Regions from separate parts of the Zea mays genome. Here region 2 is linked to region 1. A link is a contact called in public Hi-C data. All regions are on one chromosome and are shown on one strand. Each heading gives the region's core, a stretch centred on a gene start, on an enhancer-like site or on the middle of the called end of the contact. The rest is flanking DNA. Distances are from core to core; before and after follow the strand shown. Region 1 holds the start of LOC100278127. Region 2 has its middle 15 kb from the start of LOC103641852.

What was found. Hi-C and Micro-C count contacts between places; a contact is called where the count stands out from the background.
Region 2: a contact with region 1 is called in a Hi-C map of ear, with 2.2 times the contacts expected there. The contact joins the enhancer-like site here to the promoter of LOC100278127 in region 1. A contact is called at or near these places in 5 of 25 Hi-C or Micro-C datasets (bundle sheath, ear and leaf).

The regions. Positions count from the first base shown.
Region 1 is chr10:133,609,546-133,612,824 of Zm-B73-REFERENCE-NAM-5.0, reverse strand. LOC100278127 reads right to left here and starts at 1,327. Exons shown (of 3, transcript NM_001151505.2): 1 at 1,172-1,327.
Region 2 is chr10:133,651,594-133,654,691 of Zm-B73-REFERENCE-NAM-5.0, reverse strand. No RefSeq gene overlaps it. Among protein-coding and RNA genes, the nearest start is that of LOC103641852, 15 kb to the left of the region's middle. Within about 2 kb of position 1,646, at least 7 of the 20 cell types and tissues checked have an H3K27ac peak or open chromatin away from gene starts, as enhancers often do. A contact at or near this core is called in ear, where this site is marked.

The DNA of each region.
Region 1 (3,279 bases), core at 78-2,577:
AGACTTGACTGAACTGAAGGGTGATTGGGTTAGGAATGGGGGCACATGAGGAACCGGACCGGACAAGGGAAAGAGGGGAGGGACAGGTGTCTCTCCTCTCATCCATCAACTTGCAGAGGCAAAACGAAACCCGTTAGTTGATCCGAGGAGGAAACTAATAAGAGCAGGTGTACTTCTCTGTCCGGGATATATTTATTTATTTATTTCTAGAGCGAAGGCATCCGTCTGGGGCCCTCCGTTTCAACCCAAGAAGTGAAGGGAGCTTTGGGGTTTCTTCCGAACAGGAAAGCAAACCCGAAGAAGGTGCAGCATTCCGTCGCCTAGGGAATAAACCAACAGGCAACCGGAGCAGGACGAGAGGAACGGCGGAAGGCAAAATAAAGTTCTCAAAGGTCATGCCGATCAACACCAGAGGCGCATGCGATCCGAACGAACCGCTCCCAGCAGAAGACGGAGCGATACCAGATCCCCTGCATTACCAATCCCAATCCCAGTGAGCTCCGACTCAACTCAAATCCGACGATCCCTCGTCTCACCCCCCAGACAAGAAAACACTGTAGATGTGAAGGGAATTTAGCCAACGACGGCGATAAGATGAGATAACCACCCTTGTGTCTTCACAGCGGCGAGAAGCTCGAACCCCCAGACTGAAAGGGAGAAAAAAGTCGCTTCTTTCTCCAATTTACTCGAAACCCCGGCCGATGCATCCGAAGCAGCAGCTCGATAGTTTAACATCCCCTCCAGAAAACAAACAGTGCCTTGCTCTACTCCTCCTACCCTGCCTTTACTTTACTGTTACGGTTACGGGCGGTGGCCCTTATTATTACCCTAACGATTTCCCATCATGCGGGCTCCGCTCAAGTTTCAACCCTTTTAATCCATACAGCAGCAGTTCACCGACGAGTCCGCCGTTAGATTAGATGATGATTGTGTACAGACACATGGCATGAGTATATATATGGATACGTAATGGGTGCCCGCGTTTATCACCCAATTTTATTTTCCCCCGCAGCTGTGATTGCCGCCGCAATTTTATTACCGAAAGATCCAAACTGAAGCAAAGGCTAGTACTGCCGCGCTAAGCTAAGCCAGAGAGAGAGAGAGGGGGACAAGAAAATAAAGCAAGACTGCAAGAGGAACGGAACAGGGCAGGGCCCGGGTGTCTGTGTACCTCTCGCCTCGCCACCAGTTCACCGCCTCCTGCGATGCGCCGCTTGCGGGACAGCGCCTGTAGAAAGGGAAGGGGAGAGGGCAGATTCTTTTGCTCGCTCAATCGCCTACGGATTTTACAGACCCCCCGTGGCCGTGGGTTCGCTCTGCGTGCGTAGCCGTCCATGTCCGCTGGTGTCCCTTATATAGGCGTGGGCGGGCCAAGGATCGAGTTCGGACTCTATGCTGCTGCAGGTGGGCCCTGCCTATGTTCGACTTGTTAAAGCGGACTCGTCATAGCGAGATCTTCTTTGAGCCCCCTGGTTTAACGGTGCCTTCGGTTGACTCCTTGTTAAAGCGGACTCGTCATTATTAGACAAAAAAACATATATTGGCACCAAAAACTGTGCGTGTTCCTATTTGGATGAAAAGAATAAAATATACGGGTGAAGCCTATAACTGAGAGTGAGAGTGATATAAAAGTAGCGGACTAAAACTAAAGTGTCATTTGTTTCAGGAACTGTAACGTAAATGACAATGATAACGATTCGCACTCAAGTGACAGTGATAACAAGTTTGAATAGTCAAGTATCTATTTTTAGTGTAGTATCTAATTACGTTGGACTTAAACAAACATGTTTTAACGTTATCTATTATCCATCATGTTACAATTATGTGAATCAAACAGCTTCTAAGGTGTTGTTTGGTTCATATATCTGTAACGTGATGTTTAACTGATAATGTTAAATCATGTTTGTTTAAGTCTAACTGTAGTTATATACCACACTAGAAATTGATATCGGCTTATTCAAACTTATTACTGCTGGTACTAAAGTGTGAATCATTGTCGCTGCCATTTAGGTTAAATTTCGTGAACCAAACAACACCTAAGAGCATCACCAACACCTAATAATCTATACCCATTATCCAATGTCTAATGTCTATATATTGGGCTCATCCCAAAAGTCTAAATGCCCCCAAAAAACATATCCAACTCCAACAGCTCCTTAAAAATGTCCCAATACAAAATCAATCATAGGGTTGGCGCTGGCTCGACTCTAAATCTGTACCACGAGGCTCTGGTTTTGAGGCACCGAATAAATTTAGAGCACATATTAGGAGTTGTTGGACTGTGCTTTTTACCTTTGCCTCTAAATTATTGTTTTGAGAGTGTCCATTGAGAACCGTTGGAGATGCTCTAAGGTGTTGTTTCGATTCACGTGTTGTTACCGAAATGGTAACGGGATCCCTTGCCGGCGGTAATGGTTACTTGATGTAATTAGATTGCATAGTAGTACCTGGTACTACTGGAAAGAGGTCAACCAAACAATAGTATCGGTCTCATTACCCTTGTAATCCGTTTGTGTTACATTTCGGTGAACCAAACACCACCTAAGTGTAATGCATTGAACCAAACACCATCTAAGAGTAATGCATATGTTTCTTAATAAGGTATTTTGGTTTGTTAATAAACTAGTTAGTTATATGAGGAACTTCCTCCATTTCAATTCATAATTTGTTTGATTTTTAATCTAAAGTTTGTTTGAACATCTCAGTTTTTAAAAATAATAATTATTATTATTAACTTTTACTATAATATCGTTTATCATATAATATACTTTTAAATATGGCATTGATTTTTCTTCATTTTTCAAAAAAAATGAATAAGATAGGAGATTTGCACTTTAGGAGAGGACAAATATGTTTTTTTAGAAAATGCTCTTTGCATAACTACTCCTGACTTTCACGACGAGACATCTTCTATCAAAGGTGGACCGTGTAAAATAGAAGATGTGTATTATAGATGACACTGTTTACAGAGTGAAGTTTGAAATAGAGGATGTCATAGAGGAGTTGATGGGATAGCCTTACGTCTCAACATATTTATCGTTAGGTGCTCTGACCTAGGGATAGCGTTACGTCTCCACATATCTATCGTTAGCTGCTCTGACCTCTATTGCTCGTCCATGAGTTCGTGCCACTGCTAGCAATAACGTCTTCCTCTGCAAAACAAAGATACACACCATATGATCCAATCTAATAGTACATCCGTCATGTCATTGTTCATATCGTTTAATCTAAATAGTATGTGAGTCCTGCTCATACTAATATTTTTATTGTTATTTTTTC
Region 2 (3,098 bases), core at 397-2,896, 42 kb before region 1:
CTCTACGATCAGTTACACCGCTACTAGCATGTGGGGAACTGGGGATATTGTGACAGGTCGTTCAGACAGAAAGAAGAAAATTCGAGTAGTTGCAGCTGTTACAGTTCTAGAATGTTTGTTCTGATACAAGAGATTGTGTTTTCATATGTGGCGTTTTGCGGCATCTATTGTTACCTTATACGGAGTACTCCCTCCGTCCGTTCTCTTTTATTTATCGCGTTTTAATTTAAAAATAAACTGATATATAATAAATATTCGAGAATAGATGTAGTATATAACACTCTTATCCACTGGTTGAATATTTGACGACTCTAGGGTGTTAGTTTGCTATTGTGTTTGCTTGGCAGCTTTTGCATGATTGATGACATTTGGCTGATGGCTGGTGTAATAAATGGAGCATACTAAAAGGAGAGTAGCACAGGACACAATCAAGATGAGGATGGGCGCGGTAGTAAGCAAGATCATGAGGTGATTCTATTCTGATATATCTCAAGCGGAAATATGAAATTACTAGTTATGAATTTATACAGCAGCTCGTTTGTTTGCCTTATGTTCACGATGTTCTATTTATCCTAAAAACTTGATTGTCTGCAGCAGGCTCTTGTTGAAGAGTACAAAATGCTTATTGATCTTGCCAAGAGCAGCAGGCTCATTTTGAATAGGAGGGGGTTTAATCCCCTCTAATCCCACTCAATCCACCTCTAAGGGCTGATTTGGTGATCAATGAAATAAAAGAGACCTATGGGGAAGAATTCCTTTGGTATTCAATTTTAGAATAGAGATATTTCTCTCTTTATTTTCCTGGTCACCAAATGTGCTCTAACCGAACAAGCATTAGGGTCAGTTCGGATGCATCGGATCGAAGGGGATTGGAGGAGATAAAATCCCTCCATAGTCAAAATTAAATATAAGAAGATTTAATCCTCTTCAATCCCTCTCGTTAAATTTCGATCCAGACGAACAAGTCCTTAGGGCATGTTCGATTTCATCCAAAGCGGAGGAGATTGAGGGGGATTAAATCCCTTTCTATTCAATTTTGACTAGGAAGAGATTTAACTCCCTCCAATCCTCCTCAATCTACTCCTAACCGAACAAGCCTTTAGGGCATGTTCGGTTACACTAATCCAGAGGGGATTAAATCCTCTCCTAGTCAAAAATGACTAGGCGGGGATTTAAACCTCTCCAATCCCTCTCTAGATTGGTGTAGCCGAACAAGCCCTTAGACGGTCAGATTACTCTTGTCAAGAGTAGCCTTTAGATCAATAAGCATTTTGTACTCTTCAACATGAGCCTACTGCAGACAATCGGGTATAATCCCCTCCTCCAATCCACCTCTACCGTAGACCGCAGCTATGGAAGAAGGTGAGCTGATGCCACTGCGACTGCGCTCATGGTTTTTTTTTTTTTTTTGTTGTTGTCCCAGGAAACAGGCAAACAGCCATCTCAGAATGGTTCCAAGAATGTATTTAGGTCATCTCCAGCGGCGGAGCGGAGCATGCATGTGGTGGTGCATATGCGCAAAACACTGGTGCCCTGGCTACGCTTTCAACCCTCCATGATTATTCTTTTCCCTGTATACCGCAATCCGTGTGTGTCTGCCATGAGGTGGATGGAGCCATGGATGTCCTTTGCACCTGCAGACGTACAGGGAAGGGATCTCGACGCGCGTCCATGATTGCGGCGGCTCGGAATCCACCGCGCTCAGTGGCCAGCTCTGTTGCGGACGAAAGCCGGCCGCCCATGGTTGCGGGAGCACCAGCGCACGAATAATAGGCCTCTGGAATCTGTATGCCCGAAGTGGATTCTGTCAGGGTGGCATGTTGGAACCGGACCGCCGACACATGGCGTGTCCGTCGGGGCCGCCCGCACACACGGCGCGCCTACCCAGGCTGTCGGGCCGCGACACACGCGCCCGCACGTATAGCAGCGGGCTTTAGGTCTCTTGGGCCAACACTCCCCCCAAAAAGCTAGCCTTATAGGGGTTGCACCCTCAACCATATAAACCATGCTTTTCCATTCTCACCAGACAATGTGGGACTATTCCCAACAATCTCCCCCTCACACATTGTGAGCCAAGATTTGTCTGAGAATCCACTGGGCCAACCTGGCTCCGATACCAATTGTTGGAACCGGACCGCCGACACACGGCGTGTCCGTCGGGGCCGCCCGCACACACGGCGCGCCTACCCAGGCTGTCGGGCCGCGACACACGCGCCCGCACGTATAGCAGCGGGCTTTAGGTCTCTTGGGCCAACACTCCCCCCAAAAAGCTAGCCTTATAGGGGTTGCACCCTCAACCATATAAACCATGCTTTTCCATTCTCACCAGACAATGTGGGACTATTCCCAACATGGCACGCTCCCGCGGAGGCCCCTGGCTTTTGGGTGGTTTTGAACCTTTTGATGGACTTCCGGAGGATCCGAAAGAAAAAGGATGAAGGAACGACAGGCGTTACTAGCTCCGACAAGGAGCTCTAAAGGATTCTGTACTCTAAATTTAGATGACGAGGACGTCCTCTACTCCCTCCCGCAACATCTTCTAAACGGTTCTCTAAATTTAGAGGACGCTGCTGGATCCTCTATATATAGAGTTTCTCTAAATAGTTCTCTATCTATTTGAATACTTTAAACAACCGATTTAGTAAAACTAAATACGTACAATACATTTGAGAGTATGACAAATATGTATGTACAAAAAATAAAAAATAAAAAAATGTCTTTAATATAGGTATTTACATATAGAGGACGTGATTTAGAGTACGTTATTGGAGAGAAAGTAGATATAGGAGATAAAATATTTTAGAGAAGACTGTAAAGAACGGATACAGAAGATTTATATAGAGGACGTTGTTATAGACAGTCTTAACTTCTGCGCCAAGTTGGTTGCTCTGCATCTTTTTGGCGGTGGGCCGCCGGACCGAATAAAGCGACCCCACCCGATTCTGGCCGGCTTTATTATTAGGCGTCGGATCGTGGTTCCTGCTCCCTCTTTTTCCGGTCCTTCTTCCTCATCCTAGTTGGATAAAGCCAGCGCGGGTCCAAGTAAGGGGGTGTTTGGTTGCTCCTGCTAAAGTTTAGCCCGGGTCACATCAAGCGTT